4 separate regions of the Mus musculus genome follow, and regions 1, 3 and 4 are each linked to region 2. Evidence: chromatin contacts called from public Hi-C and promoter capture Hi-C data. All regions are on one chromosome and are shown on one strand. The core of a region is the stretch at or near the end of the contact, and the rest is flanking DNA. Distances in the headings are between cores, read along the strand shown.

Region 1 (4,676 bases), core at 893-3,392, 450 kb after region 2:
AAAACACATTGCCGGGACCAGGCACAGCCCTACCAGCCAAGCACAACTGTTAGGCCACCACAGAGTCATTAAAAAGTTCCAATTGCTGCCATGGGCTCATGGATCATCTCGCTAGATTCACACGTTTCAAATGGTCCTGTAGTTCTGCCATCCACCCTGGCTCTCCAGGCAGAATGGGTGCCAAAGGTTTAATTAAAAACATTTACGGGTGAAAAACTTACACTTAAGGACATTAGATTCACTCTCTTCAGTGTGGGGTTTATTTTCCTTGCAAATATGGACAAGAGTGCCATGATTTCTGTTTTATGGGGAACTTCTAAACCTTGGGCCACTCAGCTGGGTGGCTGCCAGAGGGTACAGAGCTCTGCAGCAGGGCTGACCTGGGCATCCTGCCCAGGCACTCATCCTGGGCCGGCCCCATGCTAGGGGTGACAGCAACATCTCTCCTGTGAGGCTGGTGCCTCATTTGGGTTAGCAAGGGTTTGGGTGGGTCATCTCCCATCACCTACCTCCAAACAGATCTCTAGCAAAACCACAGGCTTAATGGACTCTCTGAGATCAGTTCCCCAGTCTATAGACCCTACGGCTCCTTTGCTCTTGTACCTCCCTCAGCTGTTTCCTGCATGTGCCTAGCAGAGTGGTAGTTGAGAAGAGGAAGGACCTTCCTTGTCCGTTCTATACACTGAGTTCTCTCTGAAACTCCAGCTAGGAAAATGAAGCGTAGACATCTCCCCACGTGGACTTCCAGTCAGCCATTAGCCTCCAAGGTTGCACACACATGCCTACATATGTAAACACACATAAACACACTCTAACCTGGCACAATCCCTTCTGCCAAGGATGATCTCCAAGGAGGGAAGCTGGGTATGTTGAGAAAGCACTGTCCGTCTGTCCATCTCTACTCAGCACTCAGGTAAAAGGTTCTAGGACAGAGTTATGGACACCCAGGCAAAGCCAGGGGCAGCAGACAGTCCAGCCCCAGGGCCTGGCTCACACAGAGAGAAACAGGCTGGAACTAGACCTTGAGCCAGTCACAGAGCGACCTAATGCCTTGGTGTGAGAGTAGGTGGAGAATGGCCCCCTACCCCAGGCCTGCAGGACATGGCTTCCAGCATGCATGCATGTGCCTTGCCCGAGTCCAGGAGTCTTCCGCGATGCACGGGGCCAATGTTTTGATGGCAGGCCTGATTTCCAGCTCTAGGACACCAAGAGCCTGGGTCCCCAGGGGAAGAGGGGCTTTTCCACATCTGCCTCAGCATGGCTCAACTCCTGATGAAAAAGCCAGTTCAGCATCCATCTACATCTTAGCTAGCCGCCATATTTTTTCATATCTCTTCTATTTGTTCTCTGAGAAGCAGACTGACGGTAACTAACGAGAAAGGTTTAGAAGTGAGAGGTGTGTGCAGGCTGCTTAGGCACCTACCCTGTGTTCCCAGGACTCTAAGCCAGAAGGCTGAGAGAGAAGACATGCGACCCAGCCCTTTAAATGACATCCCTGACCACATAGGGTCTCTGTCAGGTGAGAGATGAGGCTTTGACTTGGAGACTGTGGGAGAAGGTTAGAGACCGGCTATGGGACTCACTAGCGTAGGGACAAGTGACCTCACACGCTATGCCCCTCATTAAGCATCCTCCTTCATTCCCTCCCTCCTCTGACAAGGTCACCAATTATAAGATGCCATTCCCAACTGGCAGATGGGCAGCCATGAGACTCAGAGGGAAGCCCAGATACTTGCCCTCATCCAGCCAGCAGGGTGCTCCACATTCCTGAGCCATGCCCTCTGCAGTAAAGCAGACAGCTCCCTGCAGATCTGAGGGACCCATACAGGGACACTGACTAAGCCTGGTGGTCCTTCCTGGGGCCACTGTCCCAAGCCAGTCCTCTCTCCAGGATATTAGAAGTCATGTAGAGTCAGCCCACCCAATCCCACCTTGCTCTACCCCAACTCTGGCTCTAGCTACTCAGTCATATTCTGTTCACGCTGCCTCTGCCTCCTCTGTGTACCTTAGTGGGTGTAACAGAACCTCCACAACCTCCTCCAGGCCTAGGGCCTGCCATCTTGGCCTCCCCTGGCACCTCTTCCTGCTGAGTCACTCTGCCTCATGAAGGGAGACAACTAGCACAACCACAGCCACATGACTCTCGTACAACTTGGCACCAGGTCTGGAGTGGACTCGGGATGTTTTTGTGAGCCCCACCCAGGGCAGGTCTCCACACCGGCACATGCCTCGTACTTGAATATTAGCGGCTGCGTGTGGTGGGGTGTTCCTGAAAGGGACACAGGTCTGACAGTACGACAGTGTGGCTTTCATAAGCTGTCCTATCCGGAGGCCTCTGTTTGGACCACAGAAAGTCCTGGGACCTGAACACACTGGCTAGGGGACCAAGATCTGATATTCCTCTCTGCCACCAACTCACCGTGAGTTAGGGAAGTCTCTGCTCTTCTCTAGTGACTACACACAGTTGGTGTCTACACATAAGAGAACATGGGCAACTTCCCAACTTAGTTCTTACAAACTGAGTTTTTAGGTTTTCTCAGGGACCATTCATTGTTTCTCAGCAGAAACTTGCCTGTGGCTGCTATGGGCCTGGTAACCCACAGGGCCGGGCAAGTGTTTCCCTTCCTAAGAGAGAACTCGGACCTCACCTCACCCTTTCTTCCCACTCAGGGCCTTCCAGGAAGCTCCAGAAGGAGAGACCTTGCCCAAATCAGCAATCCCTCTCCCTGGGCAGGGCAGGGTGAGGCAAACGAGGCCAGACAAGTGGAAAAGCCACCAATCAACCTGTGGGCACTGGCAGAGACTCAGGGGCAGGTCTTACCCCTATAGGGAGGGAAGTGCATCATAGGTGATCTTGGGCCTCAGTCCAGTCCTGGGGGATGGAGCAGGCAGGGTTTTAGAAGTCACCAAAGCCACAGAAGCCCAGGGCCCAGGTAGGCTGAGGTTGAGCCAGACATCTGGCCAGAAGGTTTCCGCAGTCTGGCTTAAGAGAGGGTACTGCCCTGCCTATCCCTTGTCCATTCTCAGCCAGGACCCAAGCGAGAAAACAGCCCAGAGCCCCATGCCCTGTAAGTTAGCACGATGCACCAGGTACGACGTCCAAAAAGCTACAATGATAGTTGTGTGCCAAGGCTCATTGGCATTAAAATCAAAAGGAACAAGAGCCAAGGTCACCCGTTGTCCTTAGTGTGGACCAGCAGAGCCATGGGGCCAGGCTGATGCTCTGTATGGAGCAAGGTAAGAAGCCCAGGCTGTTTCCCTGCGGGTCCAAAGCTGTCCTGGAAGGGCGGATGGATGAACGCACCCTGGTATGCTCTGTGAGCCTCTTGGTCCTAAAATCCCAACCACATTTCTTTCCAAGAAAGAGAAAGACATTTCCAACTAAATATTCCTAGATTATTTCTTAGGGGAATATATGCTGTTTTTAACTCGTTGGACTGGACATCTGCAAGGAAAGGCTCCCATCTGAAACCAATCTAGGTCCAGCCTGACCTCAGAGGGCAAAGTGGGCTGGGAGCTCCAAGGTCTTTGCTTGCAAAAGCTTCTCACTGAGAAACGTGCTTTCAGACACCGCAGACAGAAAGATGTTCGCATTGCCAAGTACACAAAGCCCTGGCTCGGCGTCAACTGTCCCCAAGAGTAGACAGATATGCTCTCGTCATTCTACCTCCGTCCTGACACCCCTGTTCTCGGTGTCCTGCAGCACCCTGCAGTCCAGAGTCAGGGCAGCCCGATCGATCAGGGGCCATCCGAACGCTGTCCTGCCACTCACGACACCTGGCAGTCAGTCTTCTTCCCCTTCAAGATACTTCCAGTCAGCCGCAGCCATGATGTGAATAGTAACATCACACACGCAAAGCAAGCGCTTCAAATTGGGGCGTTATTGTACTTCACCCTGTTTTGTTTCGCCCTCTCTCCCATTTTTCCACTGGAGACCTATTTGTCAAATCCCACTATACACGCCTGGATGAAGTCTTTGACACTCTGGACCTAGCCTCCCAGCACTCCCAGCCTCCTGCCTTGCCACTTCCTGTCTTACTCCACAACTGTCCAACTCCTTCCCAACCTCTTACCACACCCCCAGATCTCTACCTCAGCCTCCTGCCTCAGCCCTTCCTTCCCAGGCACCAGAGTGTAAGTGTGCGCTATTTAGACCCAGCTACGTGACCACAGCCAGTCACCTGCCTACTCTGTTCCCTCACAGTCTCAGCACAGTGCCCGCCCTGAGGCCAGCCTTCAACAGTACTGTTCTCTAGGGGGAAACTGCCCTACTAAGAGACAGTCCTGGTGACTGGAGTCTGGTGGTTAAAACCAGAGTCCCCTCTGTAGGTGTGCAAGAAGGTCCTTCAGAGACAAGTCAACAGGGCCTGACATGTTCCCACCCCAAGGCCGGTAGACCACACATTCCCTCCTTTCTGCTTCATGAGCCGTTTGCCCTATATGCCAGGGAGCAACAGGAACAGATGTGTGTCAGTGGGTTAAGTGACATGCGTCCAAGCACCCACCCCCTTGCTGAATGAACCGCATCTATCAGCCAGACCAGACGCCACTGTCCAGTCACACAGGAGCGATGCTCACTGAGATATGAAGTGAGTACCACACGTCCACATGCCTCCTGCAAGTCTAGAAATGGGCAGATGGACAGGATCAAGCCAGAAGGGGTGGGTGTGATTTCT
Region 2 (4,595 bases), core at 124-2,623:
TTCTATATTTCCATTTCCTATCTGCTGAATAAGGCTGTAAAGGCACCTACTTCGTTGGGGTTGCTATGTAATGAGAGAAATACGCATAAGCGGAGCAAAGGGCACGGGATGCAGGATTCAATACACAATAGCCAAGAAAAGCAAATGTAGAGGACAGTGGCTGTTCTGAGAGGCAGGGGCACAACTGTGACTCACGGGGAAGATGAGGCATAAAAATACTCTGCAGCTTAGAGGGGTGTTTTACCTCTTGATGGAGTTACTAAAAATCATCAAATCATACACTTGAGCTGGAGGCATTTTTTAATGGAGAATACAAACCTTGGAAGACACAGCACAGGTACTTCAGCCTACCTGGAACCTGCTAAGCATCCTGTCCATGGGTTGCAGGTGACTGGCTATGAGACCGGCTTTGCAGGGAGCCTGAGGCAGAGACTCAGGCTCTCAGCCTCTGACTTGACAGAGAGAGACCTCAGGACACAGCAAGCTCCAGCTGGACTTTATTCAGAAACTTTACTTTTGTTAACTACTCCGGCTTGGTGGTGAACCTAGCAACAGCTGAGGGGTTGGGGTGGGGTACCAAAAAGTTCAGAAGAGCTAAAGATGGGGGTGCTGAAGGCGGCCAAACCAGAGGGATTCCTCTCAGCTGTAGTGTCGCGAGCCACTACACCACAGCGCTCGACTTCCTACCCTGCGGGCTCCGCTCCCTTCAGGATCAATGCCCTTAAGACAACCTGATCTTGAAGTCCAAGTTCTTGGCCGCCCTGAGACCCGGATTTCAGCTGCCAAACCAAGCGCTAACCCAAGCGCTAGTAACTTGGAGATGTCACCAACTCAGGTATGCCCCCGGTCACTGAAGGGTGTGCGCATATTTGGGTGACTCCATTGGTTGTCTGCCCTGACCAGCGGTTTAATCATTATGGGACCCGAGTTACGTTGGAGCCTAAGTTGAGGCAAATCAGAAGCTCGAGAAAATCGATGTGACTCTTAAAGAGCTTGGCTTCACAAATTAGGAGGGAACTCAGGACCAGCCAAGCGGACTGGGCTAGGGACACCCGGTGCTACAGGCGTAGCTCACTCCTGGATGGGCAATGCAAAGCACTGAGCACACTGGGTGCGAACAGCTGGCTTGGCGCCGCCGGGCAGTTTGCCCTGTGGTGCGGGGGTGGGGGTGGTCTTTCGCAAGCAAACTCACCTCCGATCCAGCCTGCCACAAAGTCTTCCAGCTGGAAGCTGCCCATGACCGACACGGCGTGCGCCTCGCCCTCCCGCAGCCGGCGCTACACGCGCTCAGTGTGTGTCGGGCATGGCCCCACCGGATCAGGAACACAGCAGAGGCGCGACTCCGTCACCCTGCAAGTTCTTCTCTAAACTCCGAGTTCCAGCCACCCGCGCTCGGGCTGTCAGCGAATGAGGGCGGGTGGCTGACAACCCGCCCCCAAAAGACCTTAAAGGCACAGCACTTCGACAAGGTGTGATCCAGGAGGCGGGGCCCCAGTCTCTTAGGGGAATTCCTTTGGTTCTTCTTGACACTACTCTCTCCCCAACAGTACAGCTTCTGAGTCTTCAGGTGGAAGCGCCAGCCAGAGGAACCGGTCCCTGTTTAACAGTTTGCAAAGTTCATCAAAAGACGGAAAGAGGGACGGACGCTTTACAACCACCAAATGTTGCCTGCAATAGAACTCACCTGGAAGACTCACCTGTGTTAAAGCAAACAGTCCTGCACTTACTAACGGAAGGTTTGGTGTTGCAGTAAATCTCCTCCCAAATATGCCCGGGCAATGAAAACATGACTCAGTTAATATGAATACATGCTGTGCGCCTAGATTGGGCAGATCTACCACTCCACTACCATCTTCCACAGTTTATGAGACCCCTTAGAACTTGAGGTTTCTCCAGGCCATGTGCTTCTGCTCTTCACCTTCCATTTTCTCCTCCTTCTCTCTCCTCATCTTCCACTCCACCTTCCCTTTTATCTGCCCAATCAGCAGCTCGCCTTTATTTTACAAATTAAGGTGGGAAGCAGGTTTACAGGAAACCACCTGAGTGCTGGCTGACTCATTCCTTGTTCCCATCCACTCACAGGAGACCAGAATTAATATCAAATATAATTATCCCCAGGGCTATCCACAACAGTTTGGGGAGATGGGTTAGTGGAAAGTTCACCTGCTGTGCACGCATGAGGACCTGAGTTTGGGGTCCCAGAGCCCATACAAATGCCTGACATGGTTGGGTGCCTGGAACTTCAGAGTTGAGTGGGGGGGGGGGGGTCCTCATAGACAGGAGGAGCACTTGACAGCTTAGTGGGAAACAGCATAGGAGACTTAAGGTTCTCCACACATACACACACACACACACACACTGTCTCTCTCATATGCACATACATGCGTGCACACACATATACACTCACATGCACACACATACATAGATATACCTGTACACAACTCACACAGGTGTGCATGCACACATATAAATATATACACACAAGCACATACATGTGTGCACACACATATATATGCATGCAAACACATACATGCACATACATACACATGTGTGCATGCATACATGTACATACATATACATAAGCACACATACACATTCACAGCACACATACATACACATGCATGCACATACACACATTGAGCCACTGCTGCTCCATCCCCCTCCTGAGATGACACTTGGTGGGGGTTAGTGTCGCTCTGTGCTGACCTGGCAAGGTAATTCCTGTCAACTGTGGCCCTTCCTCTAGCCACGCCCTCTCAGAGCCCTGTGCTCAGAGAACCTGGTGGTGCAAAGTCTCTTTCAGGCATAGCTGGGGGTTTCAGTGGCAGGAGATCCCCCACCAGATTTTGGCTCAACCCACACTGCTGCAGCCAAAAGATGGTCCTCTCTGCCTTAGATTCCCTCTGTAAGCAGACCACACTCCCAGCAAAGCCCCCAGCTGCAGTCCAGGGACATCCAGGCTGGCCACATGAGGCACCTTTAGGTTCCATTAGGAATGTCCTGCCTTCCCCTGTGTCTGTGGGTGACCCTGTGTTCAGGGGTGTCCAGCTAACTCCCAGCGAGGATGCAGCTTGGGGTCCCAGCCACAGCCCTAAGGGTAACAGGAGTCATGGTACTGCCTATAGGAAGTGCCTCTGCTTGGCCTGCTCTTGTCCTAGGGTGGCACTTTTGGGTCAATGTATAGGAGCAACTGGCCAGGCTTCTCCTCCCAAGGCAAGACTCTGACCACTGAGTCCTGCTATAGGGTCTGCTGAGGAGTGAGGCTCAGCATCCTCCTGTAGCCCTGTCTCCTTCCTCCATGGCATATGTACAGAGTTCATTTTTAAATTCTAGAGCCAAAGCCACCCCTCTGAGTGCAGGATAGAGCATGAAGCACAGGTTGGCAAGGGGAGTCTTGTAATGTCCTACAGAGGAGGGAAAAGCCACAGCCCATAGCTGAGCTCCCTTCATATGCACATAGTGACCCATTCAGCCACACAGTCATCACCAGCACTAGGCTTCATGCTGTACTCCGCTATGCCCATGATCGGGGCCTGGAATCTTTGGGGAGTTTACTGTTGGAGTACATCCAATGTGAAGCCAGCCAGATCCCAAAGCCATTCTTGCGGGACCACCTAGTACTTCCAGGCAGACGGCCAGCTCCTCAGTCCTGTGTCAGTGTTATTAGGGTGGTCTTGAGTTGGCAGGCAGCATTGCTAGCAGATAAGACGGCCCTCCCTGGCCCAGGGTACTGCTGTTTTGATTGCCAATGTTCTGATTGCATGCATGAGCCTGTCCTTGAAACACATCACAAGAAGGACTGAGAGAACCCTACATCATGTGGCAGTGTGGAGCAGGCCCTTAGTGGGCAGTGGGACCCAGCAGAACACTGTTCCAGGACAGGGAACAAAGCTGTTGCCCTTCCTGGATTTGCTTCTAGGGGGCAGCAGTGCTGCTGTCCGAATCTAAGCTGTCCTCTTGGCTGGGACACCAGCAACCAGGGCTCAGAGTTAACTTCTCGGAGAAAGGTTCGGAGACAGAGAGACTGGGAGAGGCTCCCTGGGTTGCCAGAGCGAAATCCCATTCCATTTCTCCCTCAGTTCTTCCACACAGGGAACCCCAGCGGTGCTGCCTGTGTGGCAGGGGCTTGTCAGGGGGTAGCACTAGAATCCTTGAATAATGGGGCCCATTTCTGGTTTCTCACTGGCTCCTTCGAGGGTAACAAAAGCCAGTCTTTGCTTCTGAGAAGGCAGCTAAGGAAGAGAGTTTGTCTGGGGTGCAACGTGGAAGCTACTGGGGAGCTCTCTCTGCAGCCTGCCATCTCCTGTTTGTGCGTTGAATCTACTCAGCTGATGGCTCCAGCTTTTCAACTCTTTTCTTACCCAAGGACTGAGTCCCTTCCTGTGTGCACCAACTACACCTGAGCCAGCTGCTGGCCCACTGTGGTGAGGACCCGTGGCTTTGTCTATCTGTATGTAGATATGGGCTTCCTTGGAGACCTCCAGGAACCTTCCTGAATTTACACCCTCATCTCTCCACTGTCAATCCTCTACCCCACTTGACCCCACGCTTCACTTCTGAGCACAGAACCTCTGCTCTTCTGTACCTCCACCTAA
Region 3 (4,623 bases), core at 641-3,140, 370 kb before region 2:
TAACTTTTGTGTGTCCACTTCTCATGTGTAAGATGAGGATTAAAATCTCTTAAGTCATTTTTTTGTTTTGTTTTTTAAAAAAAAACTCTTAAGTCAAAAGGTTTGTTTTGGGTTAAATAAAAATGATGCAGATTGAAGATGTGTGCATTATCCATGATCATAGTAAAAGTTCACTAGGTGGTAACAGTTATTATCAATACTACCTCTTTTTTTAAAAACCTCATTCACTGTACTCCCGTGTTGTAAAAGAGAATGATAACAGGGTGAGGAGGGAAGGCTTGGAGATTTTGGGGGGGGGAGCAGGGGAGGGGAGGAGGGAGGAGGTTTGGGAATTAGGGGTGGGGTGGAGGTGGTAGTGGAGGTGGTGGTGGAGGAGGTGGGGTAAGGATGGGGTGGAGGGGGGTGGTAGAGGTAGTGGAGGAGTTGGGGGTAGGGGGATGGAGGTCGAAGTGGAAGGGGTGGAGGTAGTGGGGGATTAGGGGTAGGGGGCGGAGGTGATTGCTGCTTAGTAAGTATTAATTACTGTCACATATTTTAAAGGGGTTGAATGTCAAATGTCCCTCCTGGTAGATAAAAACAAATGGCCCTTCTAACCACAGAATGGCGGGGTACGGCCATGACCTTTAGCGAACTGTCCACGTAACGCAAATGTGGTAAAAGATGAGCAAGCTCCTGTCACAACCACTGCTTCCTGCCCCTTGCTCCCAACATTTGCTGGCTAACAAATGCAGGGTTTTCTTGAATCATGTATGTTTTCCGGTCTATGCTGCTTTGGCGTCTCGTGGAAAGATGGGCGCACTCTCCTTAATGTCACGATGCAGGCTGCAGCATTGTTCTATGTTGACTTCTATTCCCCTGTGAGTTGTATTCGGTCCCAGCTCAGCCCACAGCACAATACTGTCCTTGCCTTTTCCGGTTCACCTTGGGCGCTTGGAAATGTTCCGGAGCTCTTGCTGCGCGCATGAGCTCCAGCTATGGGGGCCGAGCGCCCTCTTGTGGCGAGCCTTGCCGGCGAGCCGTGCAACCAGTTCAGTATCAAAAACGTAGGCTGGAAGAGAGGTGGGTTCAGGTTGTGTGAAAAGACTTCTTTTCTGATGGAAACAGCTCCAAGATGAACATCCCTTTGTGTGAATCACGCAGTGCCGTTTGTTTTATGCCCACCCAGCTGTGACAAGCTGGTTCAGGCAGAGTCATCTGCACCGGAAGTCCAACCTCGGCCTCCAGGAACATAGTTCCAGAAACTACAGCTACCTCGGAGCAGCTTTTTCTGTTACAGCTGAGATGGAAGGTGGAGAATTGTAGGTGACATTAAGACAGGAACTCATTTTAGTGCCTGTTTAATAGAAACATTTCATGATTTCATGTGAAATGTATGTGTTATTTATCCATAGAGAGCAGCAGGTATTTTAGAAAATACATACTTTGTCTTTCATGGGTTTCTGAATTCTGACTTTGGTAAGAACTTAAAATCTGTGTTATTGCATTCCAAATGTAATTTGGAATGCGCTACATTAAACTGTCGGCACAGCTTCCCTTACTAAAGGTTTCTCTCTATTATAATTAATTTAACAGAGAGCCTAGCTTTGAAAATAAAGAATAAAGTTCCTTCCCCCCTCCATCTCCCGTGGGGTGCCAAGAATCGCCTTGTAATAGGCTCTCTATTTGCACTTACTGGCTCAGAAAAGGGCCCCATACCCCCAAATCCAATCTTTAAAATGGCAACAGTAATGCCTGCTCTACGGGGCTGTTGTGAAAATCACAGCTAATTTAGTGTGCGGGCTAATTTAAGTTTCTCAATGTTTTTCATTTAAGCTTCGTTCAGCAGTTCTCAACGGGGATGCTGCTGGCTTTGTCAGCAGGGCAGTTTGTACCGCGTGGTGCAGTCTGGGGCGATAGAGGATGTTCAGCATCTGGGGAGTACTCTTGCCCAGACACTGAGAAGCAGGCACCAGCACTGTCCAGGAGGGAGGTAACGGCCCTCGCCTGAGACGTACTGTTTGTCCTGACACCTAGGAGCCAGGCTGAGTGCTGTTCCTTAGACAGTAGGCCTGTGGTAAGGCCCAGTAGAGGCTCACTCAGCTATAGCGATTCTTGTAAGGCAGCTCGGGCCACAGGACTCACCAGTAAACACCAACATTGTCCCTCCAATAGTGCTGTGGCAAGGCTGTGTGGCTGGTCACCCCCTTTGAGACCCTCACTCAGTCAGTGAGAAAGGCTGCCAGCATATACTTTTGGGGTGAAGGGAGGGACAGAGCAAGATTATGTTCACAGGCAGACCCTTCAGATTCCTGGTCCCCGGAAACTGATTTGTTCTGGCTTGTGGCTATCTGAACATGTGGTTCGAAGTCTGTTCAGCCACTTCACAGGCATTTATCCGTGCCTGCTCTGCACAGACCCTGCCCCAAGCTCTTGGCATGTGTGGCTTAACAGTCAAAGTCATTCAAGGCTAGTGAGATTGTCTGCCGTGATCACACACAGGGACAGTGTGGCTCAGAAAACCCAGTTGACTGAGTCCAGCCCATGCTGGTCTCTACTGCCTCCTCATGCTTCCCCAGTGTGGGGCTCAGCTCCTGTGCATGGAGGAGGGGAATGTGATGGTTAGCCCTGCAGCCTTTGTCAGAATGGATATACACGGGACACCACAGGAGCTCACGGGAGACCAGGAACCCCACCCAGACTGCTGGAGTTAAGGGCAGCTTCTGGAAAGAGATCACTCCTAAACTGAATCATGAAGGATGGCTGGGAATGAGTCAGATCTGAAGTTAAGTTCTGAGCAGGAGAGACAGTTCATTCCAAAAGAATGGCATCTCGTGTGCTAGGATTACCCAAAGGCAGAGAGGACAACCGAGAATGCTACCTGTGCCTAACGGGCAGAGAGATTGCTCAGCAGTACAGAACGCTTGCTGCTCTGCAAAAGGACCAAGTTCCAGCACCCCTTCAGATGGCTCACAACCACTTGTAACTCCTGCTTGAAGGGCTCTGAAGCCCCTCTACCCTTCTTGGGTCACTGCACCCATGCAGACATAAAATAATAAAATCAAGTCTTTAAAGATGCCTACCAGAGCAGGTTCCCCCCCACACACACACACACACAAGTAACACACACACACACACACACACACACACACACACAAGTAACACAGATTCTTTCCTTTCAGCCAGGGATAAGTGGTGGCCTTCAGACCCCCAGATCATCTCGGAAGGGCTGTACGCCATTGCGGTTGTCCTCAGCTTCTCCCGGATCGCCTACATCCTGCCAGCCAATGAGAGCTTCGGACCTTTGCAGATCTCCCTGGGAAGAACTGTGAAAGACATCTTCAAGTTCATGGTCATTTTTATCATGGTATTTGTGGCCTTTATGATCGGAATGTTCAACCTGTACTCCTACTACCGAGGTGCAAAGTACAACCCAGCGTTTACCACGTGAGTACCCGCTGCACGCTGCTCCCTCCCAGATGCCATCTCTGGGCATCTGGGGAGTCCCTGTGGACCTCCTTCAGGCAGTTCATTGCAGAACTCAGGCCTCCTTGAGGTTGGTGTGAGTTTTGCTCTCATTGTTTTAAGGTTTAGGTTCTGACATTAGAAGAACAAAGGACTTAAATCCCCCACTTTGCCACTATGTAGCTAAGGCTAGCCTGCAAAGGATGATGCAGATGAGGTTAGCCTTGAACTCAGAGATCTACCTGCCTCTGCCTCCTGAGTACTGACATTAAAAAAACATAAGCCACCCATACCCAGCCCTTTCTGCAGTTTTGAAATGGGGATGGATCCGTTGCTTTTCTGTTACTGTGATAAGCTACCAGGAACAAGAACAAATTAAGGCAGAAACAGTGGGTTTATTTGGGTTTACAGTTTCAAGTTGGAGGGGCGGCCATAATGGCAGGAGAAACGTGGTTTCAGGCAGATGGATCAGTAAACTAAGACATCACATCTTCAACCACGAACAGGAAGTGGAAAAAGAGAAAACTAGAAGGAGGGTGGGGCTGTGGACTCTCAAAGCCCACCCCCAGTGATATACTTCCTTCAGCAGGTAGCTTCCTTCCTACAGCACTGCCTCACACAATGCCACCAACTGTGACCAGCTAAGCCTTTGAAGGGACATTTTTCATTCAAACCATCACAAGGAGTAACAATGACATCATGACAATAGTGCGAGATGGGGTGACCCAGAAAGTACACAATAAAAGGTGGGCGGCCATTATGATTATTACAGCAATACATTCCACCTAGATTACATAGGAACAGAACCTGACAAACCCCATAGGCCAACATGCATGCCGTTAGGTCCAGAGAGCTATAATCCAGGGAAGAAAGATGAGAGGAGGGGTGGGGGCGGAGAGTAAGCAGGCTGAGAGGGAAAAGAGGGACAGGGAAGGTGAACAGAGGCTGCTGCCTACCTGACGTGCACTCTGCGCACAACAGACTTCTCCAAGGAGACAAGATGGAAATGCCCCACCTCAGGATAGCCTGAGACAAAGAGAACTGATCGGTCAGACCTCTCCCATCTGCTGTCTCTCTGCGGTCAGTTACTATCTCTCCTGTAGTCTAAGGAAGCCCTGGGCTGAGTGCTATCTACACCTGGCTGAGCACAAAGCAGGCTCTGCAGCTTCATGGGTCTCTGCA
Region 4 (4,511 bases), core at 1,025-3,524, 310 kb before region 2:
GTAATGGAAAAATCTTAGGAGTGTTGGGTGTAGTGGGCTAAATAGAGAAAGAGACCATGTCAAGGCATTTGTGCTTCCTCTCTAAAGCACCCACTGGAAGCAGAAGAGAGTGTTAACAAGAAGACATCCCAACAGCGTGCGAAGGGTTGGGAGTGTGGGAACAGTAGAAGGGAACTAGGGAGAGACAGCAATGGGGACCAGGAGTCTGAGTTCCAGAGTCAGCTGACCTGAGTTTGATCCTACACTGTACATCTGGGTCCTAAGCCTCTATGACACCTGCTTCCTCAGCTATAAAAGGGGAATAACAGCACCTACCTCGTGGGACTTTCAACACAGACATTTCAGGTCAAGGGCTCGGCTCGTGTCCAGTACGTCAGACATGCTTGAATGTGAGCTGTGTGTTTAGTCAGGATGCTGGCCCCAGAAGTGCTTACAGTAGGACAGAGGCTGCTTTCTACGAGAGATTTGCAGTCTTCTCACTCCTGTGGGACAAGATGGTAGAGGTCTTCACTCTCCAGCATGCCCGCCTATGTCAGGGGCAGCTCGTCTCTCCACCATACCCAGGTAGGAGAACTCAAGACGTCTCAATCTAAGGTTTCTTCAGGATCTTCAATATTAACTGCATCAGCATATGACTGCCCAAGGTAATAAAAAAGCCTGGTGGCCATGTCCTTTGCTCATATGCAGAGGTCATCTGCTAAATGCCTGTCCACTCCATCAAATTCCCCCACCCCCACTGCCCTACAGCCTATCATCTACCTCCAATCAGAACTGTAATACTTACCCGATTGCAGCGTCTGTCTTCAGTCCCAGCTTACTTACACTAACGGCTTCTCCTCTCTCACCTGATTAAAAACAAAAATCCTAACTCTGCCTACAAGGTCTAGAACCTTCTAGCCCACAGCCAGCTTCATGTCCTCATATTCTTCTTGAACTTGAAACCGCCGTTTAATCCCTAAGAACCTTCCGCATTAAGCTGCTTTCTCTTCCCTCTGGCTAATGCCGTCCCATACTTCTGATTTCTAATCTTTGTCAGAACTTGTTTGAGCTCCCCAGACTGATAAGTTATATTCTTGGCTAGCCCAGCCATTGGGGAGATGAACTCGGCTGAACAGGGTGAACTGCAGAAAGCACAGGCTGCCCATTTCCCTGTGTCTGCTTCCGGCTTCTCACCTCACTCTACATTCCGAAAGGGTGGTCATTTCAAACTCAGTGTCTTTGACCTCACCTCCAGACTCCAGTTCCCACCTTTCTTACGTCCCTAGCAAGAGCAACGTCATGACTGTAATTAGCCTGTCTCTTCCCCCACAAGTGCGTGCAGTCATATGAAGACATCTACCCTGCTCACCACTTCCTCTACGATGCCTAGCATTTCTTTTAAAGACACCAAACAAGCATCCAGTGGGCATTTGTTAATTATACTGGGGAAACAGCTAGGGTTTAAGGTGAGGTTGGCCTCTGCATATTCATTGACTTTGTGCCTTAAACCTGTATCTTAGAAAATACGGGGTCGAAACTCTTCCTTATAGACTGGGTCTCCAAGCAGCCTGTTCCCCAAAGGTGGTAATCCAGTGTTAACAACTAGCTTTTCTCGTCTCTGTGGATGTAACACTTGAGTTATTATTATTATTTTCTCCCTTGGAGACGGAGCACAGTTTTATATTAGTACATGGTCCTAATTTTGCTTCCAACACTCTACTTCCTGCAGGAAAGAAGGGATCTTGGAACTGTCGCTCCCATGCCTTCTCAATGGCCTGGCATGGGAACGTTCAACCAACTTCCTCACCTCTTCCTGGACTTGAACCCAAACTTAGCTTTCCACTGAGATCTTCCCTGGCTGTGACATCTACGGTTGTGACTCCCCCCGCCCCCACTCACTTCCCATTTCCTCCTCAGAACTTACCAGTGAACGGACATTTTATTTCCCTTGTCTGCCGCCTCCATTGAGAATGAAAATGAACAGGAAAAGAATTTATTTTATCTGTATATCCACAGCATGACACGTAACCGTTCTCAAATATTGGCTGGATTACGTTGCTCAAGGTCAGAAGAGACAGGCTGGGGAAAGGAACCAAGTTGTGCAGCACTGGGCAGAGGTAAGGTCCTGCCTGTCCCTAAGCAGACGATGCAGGGTAATTTCACCAAAGCATTCTCTCTGGCATCCAGTTCATTTCGTCTGTGTTTGCATTTCTCTCCACCTTTGTTGGCAACACTCAGGTGGCCTAACCAGTTCTAAGTTAATGAAAAACTTCACAGACGTGTGAGGAGATTAAGTGTGGGATGTTTGCTGTTAATTACCCTTCTGAACTAATGTTGACACAACTGTGAGCTGCACAAACACTATCCAGGTCCTCTCGCTCTTTATCGTCCACAGAAGCTTCACTTTAACTTTCTAGGTTCTAGAGGTGTCCTCTGGGGCAGCCCACATGAGCGCCAGCCATGAAAGGCCTTCCCCACACGCAACAGTTGGGGAAGGACCCTCATGGTGTAAAGCAGATTACACAGATTGGAGCACATTCAACCCTGGGCTCTAAAATAGTTCATGTCTCTTCTGATTTTCTGTCTTCAAACACATCAAGGAAACTGCACCCCTTTCTGAGAGAGCACCAACTGTCAACAGGCAGAAACACCAGCTGCACTGTTGACTTTATAGGTCAGCCGAGCAACAGTCGGGTCTGCCGAGGCAGCAGCTGCAGGTACCTGTCATACCATGGCCCAAGGGTTCCATGAGAAAGAAGAGATCTACCCGCTCTAATTTCTTAACTGAATTTCCTTTGGGAAATTTGGGTGATGAGATCTGATGATGTTGAACTCGAATCAATTTAACTAAAAATTGTCCCCATTACATAACTTAGAAGGTGAACCCTAGTATTATAATCAGACCAGACTTCAGTGTTCTGTCAACATGTCAGACTGCAGACTTCATCGTTTTTGGGAACTGCTCCAGCAGGGATGCAGGTCTGTCATCACAGAAATCCCAAGTGCTGACACAGCAATAGCCTGGAATGTTCTAGAAGTCTCGTGGACAACCCTGAACAGCTCTCCTGCATTGTGCTGCTCTCAGATGGCCTTTTGCTCTTGGAAAGAGCACTAGCATCCCAGATGAGAGAATTTTATTTAAACTATGTAGTTATACCCAGGTTTACATGCCATACGTTTCTAAGGTAGATAATAGTATGGTCTTTACTATTATTTTAGTCTCCTCTCTCCTTCTGTATTTAATCTCCCTTTTTCCTCCCCTCTCAGAGCACCGCCTTCACAATCAGATCACTTGCACCTGTTTCTCTCCCTATTGCTCCCCCAACAATGTCAATGCCCCCCCCTTTACTTTCCTGGTTTCTACAGTTACTCCAGTATATGCTCTAGCTGAAGATCTGGAACCAGGAGCCTCAAATAAGAGTGAAATGTGACATTTCTACTTCTGGGTCTAGATTTATCTATTCAGTATGACTGTTTCTAGTTCCACCCATCTCCTTGGAAAGCTCCTGGTTTCCTTCAGAGTGGAATGCCTTCCATAGTGTCTATGTACCACATTTTCTTCATCCAGTCATCAGCTGAAGGTCATTTAGGTCATTTCTATTTCCTAGCTATTGCAAAGAGAGTACCAATGAACGTGCTGAGCATGTATCTGCTGAGTCTTTGGGGCACACCTGGAGGAGTGGTCTAGCTGGGTCATATGGTAGATTTTTGGTGTGAGAATTCTCCTCACTCATTTCCTTAGTTATTGCACCAACTGCTACACTCATAAAACTCTCACCAGAATGAGTACCTAAACAGGAGCTGAAAAATGACAAGGACATGTCAAAGAGGACAGGTGAAAGACCCAGAGGCCCTAGCCCCACACACGGAACTACAGGAAACCGGGCAATACTGAAGGCACAAGAGGGTCTTACTGGAGAGGAGCACAGATGGGTCATCTAGGGCCAGGTTGCCAGCCCTGAAGGCAGGCATGTAGGTGGCATTGTACAGGCTGAGTGAGCAGGTTGTTTGGGAGTATACATGTATGTGCATATACATATGAGCATATAGGAACAATTACTGAGGCCATGCTTGGAAGGAGAGCAGAGTGGTGTCGGAGGACTTGGAGGGAAGGAAGGGAAGTAGGGAGAAGCAGGTAGAGAGCACCACTCATAATCTGGGGCTGGAAGATGATGGCACAGTAAGGGAAGTACTAGGCAAATATGAGGGATAAGGTCAGATCTTTAGAACCCACACAAAGCCGTGTGTGTGTGTGTGTGTGTGTAAGAGATACCCAGGGCTGGTGGGCAGAGACAGATGGATCCCATGGTGTGTGTGTGTGTGTGTGTGTGTGTGTGTGTGTGTGTGTGTGTGTGACACCCAGGGCTGGTGGGCAGAGACAGATGGATCCCATGGTGTGTGTGTGTGTGTGTGTGTGTGTGTGTGACACCCAGGGCTGGTGGGCAGAGACAGATGGATCCCATGTGTGTGTGTGTGTGTGTGTGTGTGTGTGTGTGTGTGTGTGTGTGTGTGACACCCAGGGCTGGTGGGCA

Evidence for each region. Promoter capture Hi-C pulls out the DNA fragments that hold promoters and counts their contacts. Hi-C and Micro-C count contacts between places; a contact is called where the count stands out from the background.
Region 1: a contact with region 2 is called in a Hi-C map of epidermal suprabasal cells, with 3 times the contacts expected there. The contact joins the enhancer-like site here to the promoter of Slc25a48 in region 2. A contact is called at or near these places in 3 of 39 promoter capture datasets (embryonic stem cells and stem cell-derived epiblast-like cells), 1 of 484 Hi-C or Micro-C datasets (epidermal suprabasal cells), 4 of 115 datasets of contacts at active chromatin or transcription factors (the 230-238 cell line, embryonic stem cells and pancreatic cancer cells) and 1 of 9 other capture datasets (embryonic stem cells).
Region 3: a promoter capture Hi-C map of hippocampal neurons shows a contact between it and region 2, with 3 times the contacts expected there. The contact joins the enhancer-like site here to the promoter of Slc25a48 in region 2. A contact is called at or near these places in 4 of 39 promoter capture datasets (the 3T3-L1 cell line, hippocampal neurons, pre-B cells and 1 more), 1 of 115 datasets of contacts at active chromatin or transcription factors (pancreatic cancer cells) and 1 of 9 other capture datasets (adipose tissue).
Region 4: a promoter capture Hi-C map of liver shows a contact between it and region 2, with 5 times the contacts expected there. The contact joins the enhancer-like site here to the promoter of Slc25a48 in region 2. A contact is called at or near these places in 7 of 39 promoter capture datasets (the 3T3-L1 cell line, embryonic stem cells, hippocampal neurons and 3 more), 1 of 484 Hi-C or Micro-C datasets (embryonic stem cells), 1 of 115 datasets of contacts at active chromatin or transcription factors (embryonic stem cells) and 1 of 9 other capture datasets (liver).

The regions. Positions count from the first base shown.
Region 1 is chr13:55,990,352-55,995,027 of GRCm38.p6, reverse strand. No RefSeq gene overlaps it. Among named protein-coding and RNA genes, the nearest start is that of Gm31542, 83 kb to the right of the region's middle. Within about 2 kb of position 2,142, at least 37 of the 459 cell types and tissues checked have an H3K27ac peak or open chromatin away from gene starts, as enhancers often do. A contact at or near this core is called in epidermal suprabasal cells and pancreatic cancer cells, where this site is marked.
Region 2 is chr13:56,435,133-56,439,727 of GRCm38.p6, reverse strand. Slc25a48 (solute carrier family 25, member 48) reads right to left here and starts at 1,373. Exons shown (of 8, transcript NM_177809.4): 1 at 1,193-1,373. The coding sequence starts at 1,238.
Region 3 is chr13:56,803,313-56,807,935 of GRCm38.p6, reverse strand. Trpc7 (transient receptor potential cation channel, subfamily C, member 7) reads left to right here. Exons shown (of 12, transcript NM_012035.3): 7 at 3,159-3,423. Among named protein-coding and RNA genes, the nearest start is that of Gm52066, 40 kb to the right of the region's middle. Within about 2 kb of position 1,890, at least 37 of the 459 cell types and tissues checked have an H3K27ac peak or open chromatin away from gene starts, as enhancers often do. A contact at or near this core is called in hippocampal neurons, where this site is marked.
Region 4 is chr13:56,745,419-56,749,929 of GRCm38.p6, reverse strand. No RefSeq gene overlaps it. Among named protein-coding and RNA genes, the nearest start is that of Gm45623, 6.2 kb to the left of the region's middle. Within about 2 kb of position 2,274, at least 28 of the 459 cell types and tissues checked have an H3K27ac peak or open chromatin away from gene starts, as enhancers often do. A contact at or near this core is called in liver, where this site is marked.